Linked DNA regions of Sus scrofa: region 1 is linked to region 2. Evidence: chromatin contacts called from public HiChIP or PLAC-seq data. All regions are on one chromosome and are shown on one strand. Each heading gives the region's core, a stretch centred on a gene start, on an enhancer-like site or on the middle of the called end of the contact. The rest is flanking DNA. Distances are from core to core; before and after follow the strand shown.

The links. HiChIP or PLAC-seq counts read pairs in DNA pulled down with a chosen protein or histone mark.
Region 1: an H3K27ac HiChIP or PLAC-seq map of skeletal muscle shows a contact between it and region 2. The contact joins the promoter of AQP7 here to the promoter of AQP3 in region 2. A contact is called at or near these places in 3 of 5 promoter capture datasets (fetal skeletal muscle and liver), 7 of 47 Hi-C or Micro-C datasets (alveolar macrophages, embryonic fibroblasts, epiblast stem cells and 2 more) and 1 of 2 datasets of contacts at active chromatin or transcription factors (skeletal muscle).

What each region holds. Positions count from the first base shown.
Region 1 is chr10:33,096,581-33,102,271 of Sscrofa11.1, reverse strand. It overlaps AQP7 (aquaporin 7), which reads right to left and starts at 3,088. Exons shown (of 8, transcript NM_001113438.1): 1 at 3,068-3,088; 2 at 1,905-1,955. The coding sequence starts at 1,930.
Region 2 is chr10:33,041,773-33,048,356 of Sscrofa11.1, reverse strand. It overlaps AQP3 (aquaporin 3 (Gill blood group)), which reads right to left and starts at 2,983. Exons shown (of 6, transcript NM_001110172.1): 1 at 2,875-2,983. The coding sequence starts at 2,982.

The sequences.
Region 1 (5,691 bases), core at 1,839-4,338, 54 kb before region 2:
GCAGAAGTGGAAGCGAGGTGAGCAATCAGACGGGCTGAGAGGTAACAGCAGCCTGAGCCATGAAGGTGCAGTGAGGTGGCTAGAGGAAGAGAGTCACACTAAAAGACGTGGTATCTTATTAGAGAGGAGGATGGAGAGGGACGGGACAGGGATGACCCCAGGCTCTGGCTAGAGCAGCACCATGGCCTACATGAGGCACAGGAGAGAAGCTTCAGGCTTAGGCAGGAAGATGAGGAGTCCCCTTCTGGGTGTGGTGAGTTTGAGGAGTCCGATAGTCAGCTAAGTGGAGGTGACCAGTAAGGAGGCTGCTGGTCACGAGGTCTTGCTTAGAGATGCACATCTGGAGGAGTTTCCATTGTGGTGCAGCAGAAACGAATCTGACTAGGAACCGTGGGGTTGCAGATTCGATCCCTGGCCTCGCTCAGTGGGTTAAGGATCCGGCATTGCTGTGAGCTGTGCTGTAGGTCGCAGACACAGCTTGGATCTGGCGTTGCTGTGGCTCTGGCATAGGCCGGCAGCTGTAGCTCCGATTCAGTCCCTAGCCTGGGAACCTCCATATGCTGCGTGTGCGGCCCTGAAAAGACAAAACACACACACACACACAAACAAAAGAACAAGGTCTTGGGAGTTCCAATTGGACCCCTAGCCTGGGAACCTCCATATGCCGTGGGTGTGGCCCTAAAAAGACAAGAGACAAAAAAAAAAAAAAGAACAAGGTCTTGACTTCTGGCTTGAGGAGTAGAGGAGAAATGGAGGGATCCTTGACTGAGCTCAGAGCACAGAAGGAGGAATGGGCTTGGGGGAGTGGATATGGCTGTTTTCAGCTGGGACTGAGAGAGCTATGAGACCCAATAGGACTTTTTTTGTGTGTCTTTTTAGGGCCACATGTGTGGCATATGGAAGTTCCCAGGCTAGGGGTTGAATCAAAGCTGCAGCCACTGGCCTACACCACAGCCACAGCAACTCCAGGTTCTGTGACCTACACCTCAGCTTGCGGCAATGCCGGATCCTTAACCCACTGAGAGAGGCCAGGGATTGAACCCACACTTTCATAGATACTAGTTAGATTCTTAACCCGCTGAGCCACAGCAGGAACTCCCCCAGTGGGTCTTTGGAAACAGGATCTAAAGCCCAGGAGAGAGCCAGGGCAGAGACAGCAATGTCATCAGCACAGAGGGGTACCCATTCATTCTCCAAGAGTACAGACAAATATCCCTGCCTGTGTGCAGCTAGCTGACAGTGATGAAATGTAGTAAGAATGTACATTTGTCTAAAAGAGGGTAGTGCATCCTATGGGAAAGATGGAGCAAGGAAAAGCGGGGTGGGGGGGCGGTTTTGAATGAGGCGGTCTGGGTGAGCCTCATTGAGAAGGTGGCATTTGAGCAAAGAAAGACAAGAAGGGGCTGAGGGAGTGAGCCATCTGGGTGACTGTAAGAAGACTATTTTAGGCAGAGGGGACAGTCACTGAAGGACTCTGAGCGTGAGTAAAGGAAAGGAAAGGAGGTTATTGTGACTGGAATGGGGAGGGTGGGGTGGGGGAATGTCAGAGAGGGAATGGGCATTAAATAGGCAGGGCCTTGGCCATTGCAAGCCTTCACCCCAAAGAGACATGAGCCGTCCAGGGTGTGAGGCAGTGAGTTCAGTTCAATTGAGAACAACCTACATGGGGCAGCTGGAACCCACTGGCCAACCCCAACCCTCATCCAGGTCTTTCTGAGCTTTCCCTCTTGGTGCAGGCGGGAGTGGCCCTTCTTCTGGGCCCCGTGGTCTGGTGGGGGTGGGAAGGAAGGAGTCTGGGAGGGTCAGCCTCCATGAGGGAGAGGGAGAGAGTGGGGCGGGGGCCTCTGGGAGTGTGCTGAGTGGGGGACAGGAGGCTGGGGTAGGGGAATGGGTGGGATGCTTACCGCCTCTTCCTGTCTCTTTCAGTCATATTCTGTCTTTGAGATTGTTAGATGCTGTGGACCCAAAAAGAGGTCACTAGGGCTTGAGGGATGACACAGAACTTGGCCCCTCATTCTCATCAGTTCTCAGCCCCCCGGGGAGAAGCCACAGGGAAAGCTCCTGCCAGTGCCAACCCCTCAACCCAGCCAAGCTGGCAGGGAGGGAGATGCAATGTGCTTCAGCCAATGGGGAGAGGCCCTGGGGCCCCACCCCTGACCCACACTGGCCTGAGGATCCCTGGGCCCTGGACCAGGCCCTGTGGAGGTCCTCCTGCCTTGGACAATGGAGATGCCCACAGCCTCCTCTCAGCAGCTCCACCCCCACATAGGTGGGTATTACTGCCTTTAGTCTAGCTTCACACTCTCTTGCTGCTGACTTAAACTGACCTTCCAGGACCTCTTCTACCCCTTCCTTGCACGCACACACACACACACACAGAGAGAGACACAAACACACAGGAGGGGTCCTGAAAATTCCTTTAGTCTATACTCCCACCTCAGAACAAAGTCTACCCTCTCACCATTCCTGAAAATTCCCTTTTATTCCCACTTTCCTCACAAATGAGAGCACAGAACTAACCCTGGAATCTCCTATCCTCCGTGTCCTGCTTGTGCTCTAGCCCAGTTCCCTCTAACTGCAGCCTAGGTTCACGTCCCAATCCCTGATTGCAGAAACCCCCTAGCCCCAGCCCTGGCCTCTCAGGACAGGACTCGGGGGGTGAAAACCTCTCCAGCGGCAAAGCCAGAAATCCACCCATCTCTCTGATCTGCATCCTTTCTGCTTTGGACCAGGGCCACCGGTCTCTACTCCTCATCCCACCCCACCCCCGGCTCTGTGGACAGCCCAGGCTCACACATCCTCCCAATCTCCGTTCCAGGGCTGGTGCTCCCGGCAGCCAATTTACAGGTAAGGAAACTGAATCCCAGAAAGTGTGACATATCCGTATGATGCAGCAACTCAGGACTAAACCAGAACAGACACCTAAGCCTTCAGCTCCCAGCTGGGGTTTCTTCCCCAGAGAGTCCTATGGTCCCCTCCTCCCCACAGGGTTTCCAGGGAATGGCACTCCCAGTCCCGGGGCCCCAGGGGAGACCCCTGTCCCAGCCTTGCCTGGGGACCAACTTACTCTGCTGAAGTGCCTTATGCTTCCAAGCTCAGCCTTGGGGGCTCCTTGTAAGTGAGCAGCCTTTAGTGAGCAACCTTTAGTGGCCTTGTTCAGCCATTGGTCAGCATTGCAGTGGGCCCTTCCCCCAGCAAGTGACAGTTAGTGAGTGACCGTTGGCCCCTCCCCCTCCCTTTCTCAGTATAAAAGGAGCCTGAATTCAGACTGAGGCAAGATGGTTTTTTGAGACACTAGTCTGCCATCTTCTCGGTCTGCTAGCTTTCCGATTAAAGTCGCTATTCCTTGCCCCAACAACTCATCTCTGAATTTATTGGCCTGTCCTGCGGCAGGCAGAGTGAACTTACAGCAGGTCTTGGTCTTGTTCCTCCGTGACTGTCTCAGGCTCTGGCTATGGCCCCCACTAGGGCTCCACAGTCCCGAGCCCACCTCTTAGTCCTCCTCCGGGTGGCCCTGAGCACTGCTCTGCTCCGCTCTGCTCTGCTCCTCCAGGGGAGAGGTCAGTGGGACAGGGATTTGGCCCATACCGCTTGAGCCAAATCCAGACACACTGCCCAAAATAGCATCCCTTTTCCTGCCAGCAGCACCATAGGGACAGGGTTCTGAAGCAGCCCTGTGAGGTCAGAGTGGAGCTCCAAGTGGGTGCACTGAGCCTCAGAGGGTGGGCCTGTGCTCCAAGCCAGGTGTCCATCCCAGAGCCAGAGGAACCCCTCTGAGGGCCCCAGACCTGGGGGAAGCCCCAGAGGCTCCTGAGGGCCCCCCAGGTAGGGAGAGCTGCACAGAATGGGGATTGGAGGTGGAAAGTTCTGGAGATCAACAACCAGGTTGAGGGGTTGGGGAGAAGACCCTGGATCAGTCCTAAGGAAACCCTCATCCCAAAGAAGGTAGGGGATGCTCAGGCCTTGGGCCCAGGGGTCGCACACTTGGAAAGGAAGAAAGCCACATAAGCCAGATTTGCAAGGAAACCTCAGTCTAAGAGGGGAGGTAGAAAGCCAAGCCTGGTTCTGGTTCTCTGAAGGTCCTTTGAGGGGGAGGAGAAAAAGCCTCATCCTCTAGGAGCCTCCATCTGAGTGGGGGAAGGGGGACCTAGGCCCCAGCCTCAGGAAAATGCCTCCCCTGGGAACAGCAAGCCAGGCCTCTGTGAAAGAGCTAAGAGGAACCAGAGTGTAAGGCTGAGGGTGGGGTGACCAAGGTGGGGTCAGGAGTAAGCCAGGGGATCAGCTGTCATCTGAGAGAACTTCTGGAGCCAGGGCATGGCTGAGCCTCCAAATGTGGGCCAGTTTGAGCTGTGAGCAGGTAACCTAGTGCTGAGACATGAGGGAGGGGGTGCTGGACTGCAGCATGTCAGGAGACCTGCCAGGTTGAGTAGTGGATGGTGGGCAGTGGGTCCAGGAAGCTTCTGAGGCGGCAGCCCCTGGGTTGTGGTGAGGTGATACAAGATTTGGTTGCAAAGCCAGCTCTGGGAATAGGATTGTCCTCTAGAGGGTGCCAGTAGACTGAGGCAGGTCTGGAGCTTGCATTGCCCAGGCCTCCTCCCCTGCTTGCCCACGTCCCCACCTCTACTTGCCTAGCAGGTCATTCTGCACAGTGAGGCAAGGTAGGCTGTCCAATCAGATACCATCCTTAAGAAACAAACTTAGAGTTCCCTGGTGGCTCAGTGTATTAAGGGTCAGCATTGCCACTGCTGTGACTTGGGTTTCTGCTGCGGTGAAGGTTCAGTCCCTGGCCTGGGAACTTCTGCAAGTTGCAGTTGCAGCCAACAAAACAAAATAAAAACAAGAAACAAACTCCTCTACTGCCACACCTTGGCTAAGGCTCTGCCTCTCACTCCCCTCTGCAGACTTGCCTTTGTTCCTTTCCTGTGTGCCCTGATGAGGTCAGGGTGAGGGAAGGGTCAGAAGTGGAGCTGGGGAGTTCCTGTTGTGGCTCAGTGGGTTACAAACCCAGCTGGTATCCATAAGGATGCAGGTTTGATCCCTGGCCTCACTCAGTGGGTTAAGGGTCCGGTGTTGCCGTGAGCTGTGGGTAGGTCATAGATGAGGCTCAGATTCGACCCCTAGCCTGAGAACTTCCATATGCTTTGGGTGTGGCCCTAAAAAACAAAACAAAAAGAGGCACAGGAAGGCCAGGGAGGCTCCTTTGCTGAGGACAGACTGGCCTTGGTGGGCTGGTGGAGGGAGGATGACCACAGCACTGAAGAAGTAGAGGCTGAGGAGGCAGAAAGTTCAACCACGGAGAGAAGAGAGGCTCTGAGGGGCTTCCAGGCTGGGCACTGGGGTCAGAGTTGGATCTAGACAGAGCCTAGGGTGATCTCCAGGGCCTATGGAGATGGTGTGGGCAGAGAGGAAATACCTATCTTTACCGAGGGGGCTCTGAGTAGGGTCACAAGATAAAATAGAAGATGTTCAGTTAATTTGAATTTCAGAGAAGCAGTATTTGCAATATTTGGGACATACTTACACTAAAAATTTACCCATTGTTTCTCTGAAATTCAAATTTAACTGAGTGTCCTAGCTCTGGTTTCAGTGAAGACCCCTCTTGAAGCTTTGCACACTTACCTGGTTTGAGTCCCAGCTAGGCATCAGATTCACAGCACAGCCTTGGCTCAGTCCCTGCCCCTCTGGAGTGGG
Region 2 (6,584 bases), core at 1,734-4,233:
CAATTATACCCCACAGAAGAGGCAGACATGCCCTCAATGTCCCAACTCTTAATATAACAGGGTCCTATGGAAGGGACTGGGCTCCTATGATTAGGGGCCCAGAAGATGGCTGAACTGCCCTCACTGATTTTCCTTGACTCTCTATGGGAGTGGATGTAAGGGGCACTCTCACCTGAGCAGGTCCTCCCCCAGCCCCTCAGGCCTGGCCCACAGATGTGGGAAGGTTCACTTACCCCCCACCTGCAGCTGCCTCCCTCTCTGCCCCAAAGAGGAGCTGGGGTGGGGGTGGAGGGCACGAAGGAATAAGGAGGAGTCTGGGAGTCAGGCTGGCTTCTCCTGAATCTGGGGTGTCAGAACCCCTGACTCTCCTTGTCACCCTCTCAGCACCTTTAGCCTCCTTGGCCTGTCCCTGTCCCACAGCCTCCTCTCTCTACCCACTCTGCCCTCCTTGCCCCCAGGGGTCCGGGTTCCCCACCCAGATTTGGAGGTTTTAAAGAAAGAGATCTTAGGGGCTTCTCTCACTATTCATAGTCCAGGACCCCCAGCGCAGTGGACGTGGGGAGATTGGTTCTAAGCTTCCTGCCAGAAATGGGATTCAAGGGGACTAAGGTCCCCCATGTCCTGCAAGCCTAGGAGGGGCTGGATATCTGTTCCTCTTGTTTGAATGCAAATATGCTTTGGTACCACCTGTAAAGAGCTATTGTTCTGAGCTCCCCAGTGCCCCCCAAAGCTGCTCCAGCCCTGCCCTGGCTCTCCTCTCCCACCTCACCATAACTGAAGTGTTTATGCTGACCTATCAGAAATTTTCCAAGACCTGTGCTAAGGACCCTTGTCCTTTCTGATGGGTCAGTGTCCCATTGTACTGGATTGTTAAGCATTTTGATTATCCTCCTTCAGGAGGACCAAGAGATAGTGGGGAAGCCAGCGGGTGGTGATGCAGGGCAAAGGTGTACAAGCAGGTGAGAGCAAAGATCAGAGATTGTAAGTGTGTGTGTGTGTGTGTGTGTGTGTGTGTGTGTGTGTGTGTGTTAGAACAGGCACGTGAGGGTCTGGGGCACCCTGCCTGGCTTGGCAGGCCCTGGCCTCGGCTCCTTGCCCATCTGAGGCCCAAACCTGGCTCCATCCCAGGAGGGCTTGGAGGGGGAAGCTGTCAGAGCCAGTTCCACCACCTTGGGACTAATCTTCCTCTTCCTCCCCGCTCCTTCTCGTCTCCTCACCTTACAAGGGACCCCAGAGAAAGAGGCTTCCCGCTCCCTAAACCCAGCCCTCTTTCTGCCACTGTAGGCTCTAGGGCCCCAGCCCACAGAGGTATGCAGGCCAGCCCTCACCCACCACTCGGGGGTCTCCCAGCCTGGTCCCTCCTCCTTGGGCACGGACATCCAGTGCCTCACAAGCACCTGAGCCTGGAAGCCTTCAAAAAGGTAACACCCTCCTTCTGTGGTCAGGGATAATAAGCCAAATGCTCCTAGGGCTCAGCAGGAGGCCTGACTGCTCCTTTGCAGGAGTGGGGATGGGGAGGCGGGGCTGAGACTTGGGTGGCAGTTGGGAGGCCCTTCTGTGAAGGGAAGACAGCTTCCCCTGTCCTTACTGCTCTCAAACAGGGCTGGACCCTAAATCAGAGAGGGCGTGGGGGACACAAGGCTCTGGGGGAGGAGGTGTTAAGCACCTGCCCGCCCACCCCACCCCCACTTCCTAGCACAGGAGAGAGAAGGGATGACTGGCAGGACCATGAGCTGGGGAGGGGCTGTTGATAATTACCCTGCCTGGCTTCCCCCCTTCCTGTTCCTGGAAGCCAGAGAGTCTCAGCCCTCCTCTCCCCATGAAACCTTGTGGGGTGGGCTACCCAGCCCTACTTGTCCCTGGTTCCTCTTCCTAGTCCCCAGGGAGCTGGCTGGTCTGTCTTACCTAGGGCTGGGACTGGGACACGAGCAGGGTACTAACTGAACCCAGAAGTAACCCAGAGAAAAACAGGTGTAACCACAAGAGTGGCTGAAAATCAGAGAGTAACTGGGACAGGAAATGGAGCCCCATAACTGGTGTGTCCTCCAGACCCAAGAAATGCAAACAGAGTCGCCCCGGAACAACCCAGAGCATAACTGGCGTAACCAGGGAATAATTGGGATGGGGAATAACTGGGGTAGGGAAGTGTCCCTCTCAGAGAACCCCCAGAGTAACTGAGATGCTTCTGCACAGAGGCTGACAGCATCTGTCAGGGTAACTGACCAGGTCTAGGAGTCGCTGAGCACTAGGGGTCAAACTTTAATGACACCATGTCTTCTGTGCCTGAGGCAAGGCTGCCTTCCACTGTCTCCTATCTTCAGGATCCTCCTTACTTCCCTCTCTGCTGTGTGCTGTGTGGCTCCCGCCCTCTGCCCCCAGCCCCCGTGGCAAACTGTCCTCACGTCAGAGGAACTTTTGGACTTTCTGAGGCTTAATTATTCATTAAAAGCCAGGCATCCCAGACCCAAATAACCTAATGGGACCCATTTGTCACAGCTCCCATTACCTCTCAGGTCTGGGACTCTGGAAACCTGGGGAACTGTGGGAGCCAGAAAGGGCTGGAGGTCCCAAGCTGCAGAGTGACCCTCCCTCAGCCTGTGGGATAGGTTCCTGTGAGAGGGTAAGCTATCAGAACTGTCACTGGGGCATAACAGCTGTCATTCTGGCAAGAGTCAGAGCTGTCATAGACGGGGTTACAGCTATGGGTGAAGAGTACTCTGGAAGGGGTGAAGTTTGCCGCGGGGTTGGGGAGGGTCGATCAGAGCTGGGAGAGGAATCGGGGCTGTCTTAAAAAACACAGCTCCTCCTGTGCACAGCGGGACCGGGACTTGTGGGTCTGGAGGCAGAAGGGCTTCTCTGGGTCCCTCCACTCACCACGAGGATAAGGGTCCCCAGGCACTCAGCCAGTGCCTGGCGAAGCAGCCGGTAGCGGATATGGAGCATCTCCCCGCAGCGGGTCACCAGCTCCTTCTGTCGACCCATGGCAGGGGCAGGCGGCGGCGCTGTCAGAAGGCGGGTGGCGTCAGGCGCGGCAGCAGTGGCGGCCAGCACCGGGTGGCGCCCTTTATAGCAGCGCTGCGGCTCGCGCCCCGCCCAGCCGCGCGCCTGCCGCAGGAGTTGGGGGGCCGCCCCCTCGGCTCGCCTAGGGGCTAGAGGCGAAGCTGGATTGGAGGAAAGCTAATGAGGGAGGTAGGGGTATGGGGCGTGAGGAGACTTTGGGGGGAGGATTGGCCCCGGGAGGGCGATTAGGGGAGGAAGTGCCTGGAGCTTGAGACCCGTTTGCGGGATTGCTGAGTCTGAGAGCGGAGGGTGGAGTGTAGACATGTGCAGGACCAGGGCCGGAGGGATTGGAACTGCCAAAGAGACCTGCTTGGCTGGCCTACTGTGAACCTCGCTGCCGTCCCTGCTAAGGTGGCAGTGAGAAGAGACAGGACAGGAAGGAAAAGAGCTGGCTCCAGCTCTCCAGGACTCCTGGACCCAGCATGTCAATCAGAGGCCTGGAGGGAGGAGGCTGTGGTCCCCAAGGGAGAAGAGACCCTCTCATAGTCCAGATGGGAACACATGTGCAAGTGTTGAGTTCCAGCCAGAGTCCATGGGCCCTTGCTCCTTGTGCTATTAGTACACGTCCTGACCAACTGGATTCTCAGCTGTTTCCACACATGATGTCTGTTCTGTGTGTCTGACCACCCGTTCTGGGTATCTTTCATGGCTGCACACACATGCCTGTTAAACATGGCTGGGCTTGGAGTTCCCATCGTGGTGCAGTGGTTGACAAATCTGACTGGGAACCATGAGATTGCGGGTTTGATCCCTGGCCTTGTTCAGTGGGTTAAGGATCTGGCATTGCCGTGAAGTGTGGTGTAGGTCGCTGATGCAGCTCAGATTCCGAGTTGCTGTGGAGTAGTCCAGCAGCTACAACGCAGATTAGATCCCTAGCCTGGGAACCTCCGTATGCCGCCGGGCCCTAGAAAAGGCAAAAAAAAAAAAACATGGCTGGGCTGACAGAGCTTGACAACCATCTACCTCCATGCATTTTGCACATGGCTCCAGAGCCTGAGCTGCAGTTGTCCTGACATGCCACATGCCACATTCTTGCCAGCAGGGTGAGTCCCAGCTGTTTTTAACCCTCCCCACTCCCACTCTAGCTGATCCCTGGCCAGGGGTAATTCTGTCCTTTTAAGAGATTAAGCTGGCTGAACTGGAGGGATGTCTGTCCCACCTGAGGGAGGGCATGGGGCAACCCTGCTCCCTAGGCTGCATCTAATAATTGGGAAACAGGTCTGGTCACTTGGGCCCTACTCCCTCAGGACTGGGGCAAATATGCCCTCACCCCAGTCTCTATTGGCAGCATTGCCAGGGGAGACCACATCTTCCACAGGGACTTAATCCAGGTGGGCTAAGGGCCCTGGGGATTTGTTTCTTTTCTTTTTTTTTTTTTTTTTTTTTGTCTTTTTGCCATTTATTGGGCCGCTCCCGCGGCATATGGAATGTTCCCAGGCTAGGGGTTGAATCGGAGCTGTAGCCACCAGCCTACGCCAGAGCCACAGCAACGCGGGATCCGAGCCGTGTCTGTGACCTACACCACAGCTCACGGCAACGCCGGATCGTTAACCCACTGAGCAAGGGCAGGGACCGAACCCGCAACCTCATGGTTCCTAGTCGGATTCGTTAACCACTGCGCCACGACAGGAACTCCCGGGATTTGTTTCTTAAGGAACCGCTGTCAGAAATGAGGGCTCCAGGAATTCCCATCATGGCTGAGCAAAATGAATCCAACTAGTATCCATGAGGATGCAGGTTTGATCCCTGGCCTTGCTCAGTATGTTGAGGATCCGGTGTTGCCATGAGCTGTGTTGTGGGTCGCAGACATGGCTTGGATCCTGGGTTGCTGTGGCTGTGGCATAGGCTGGCAGCTGTAGCTCTGACTCTACTACTAGCCTGAGAACTTCCATATGCCTCAGTGTGGCCTTAAGAGGCAAAAAAAGAAAAGAAAAAGAAATGAGGGCTCCTGGAGTTCCTGTTGTGGCTCACTGGTAATGAACCTGACTAGTATCCATGAGGATGTGGGTTCAATCCGTGGCCCCACTCAGTGGGAGGTAGTTTGCAGACACAGCTTGGATCTGGCATTGCTGTGGCTGTGGCATAGCCTGGCAGCTGCAGCTCTGATTCGCCTCTAGCCTGGGAACTTCTGTATGCCGCACCTGTGGCCCTAAAAAGAAAAAGAAAAATAAGAAATGAGGACTCCATTTTTTGGTCGCTTGGGCCCTTCTCCCTCAGGACTGAGGAAAATATACCCTCACCCCAGTCTCTGTGGCAGCATTGCCAGGGAAGAGCACATCTTCCACAGGGACTTAATCCAGGTGGTGACTCATGCCCAAAGAGATGGGGTTTAGTAACATACATAGGGTAGATTCACACACATGCACCTGCAGGTGTGCTCACACACACATCACCCTGAGGCTGGCAGCCACACTCGCCTGTTAATGCTGAGCTTTGTTCATGTGGTCCTAGGATCCCATTTCCATGAGAGCCAGGCCATGGGCTCACACATACATGTCACCCCTACATTCGAGGTCTCCCATGACCTTTGACACAGAAGCACCCCACCCCCTGTCCCCTCAAGGGCTGGGAGGCCCCGTGGTGAATCAGGGAGCCATCACTGAGTGCCTGCCCTTGGCCCCAGTGCTTGTCTGTGACTCAAGACAGAACCCTAGACTCCTGGTGCCAGAGCCCAGCCTGCGGGAAATGGGGAACACCCCCACCATACTGCCCTCTTTACCCCCCACCCCTTTTATGCTTCTCAGCCCCTCATTGCCTTTGGGGTGGCTGCAGAGCAGCCCAGAGCAGGAGCTGGCATAGGGGCTCTGCAACACTGAAAGAATGTGGGGAGCCCCAGCCCATAGCACCCTGTCCTCATTCTGCCCAATCCTGTGCCTTCCATTAGCCAAGCCTAGTCTGGAAACCAGAGCAGGGGAGAGAGACAGGGGCAGCTCTGCCATCAGCAGGCTCATGCATATACCCCTACCCCATACACACAGGTGTCTGCATTCACTTCACGTAGGTGTTCATATATGCAGCACTCAGAGGGAGTAGGTCACACACACAGTCGTAGATTTGTGTATCTTGTTCACATTAAGTAGCATTTATTTACACATGTGCACCTACACGTACTCACACATGTGCGTGTGCGTGTGTGTGTGTGTGTGCTTAATCCCAGGGCTGTCTCACCATAGAGCATCTTTGTGACACCCCCCCACCCACCCCCACAGTGGATGCAGCCCCATGCCAAGGCACATGGATTGGCAGGTGGAGCAAAAGCTGATTCCCAGTGCCCCCTGGCCCCAAATCAAGGTCCAACCTTCAGGACCATGACCGTATCTACTTCCACTTGCTCCTGTCTGTAACCAGTGCGTACACACATGTTCATACATGTACACACCGTGAACATTGGGATGGGTTAGGGTTGAAGCTGAGAAGGTACAGGTAGGGCTTTATGTTTCTTAGTGGGCCTGAGAGGACCTTTCCCAGAGGAGGGGGAAGGATGCCATGCCTTCCAAAGATCCCCTATTCCTGTCAGCCTCCTC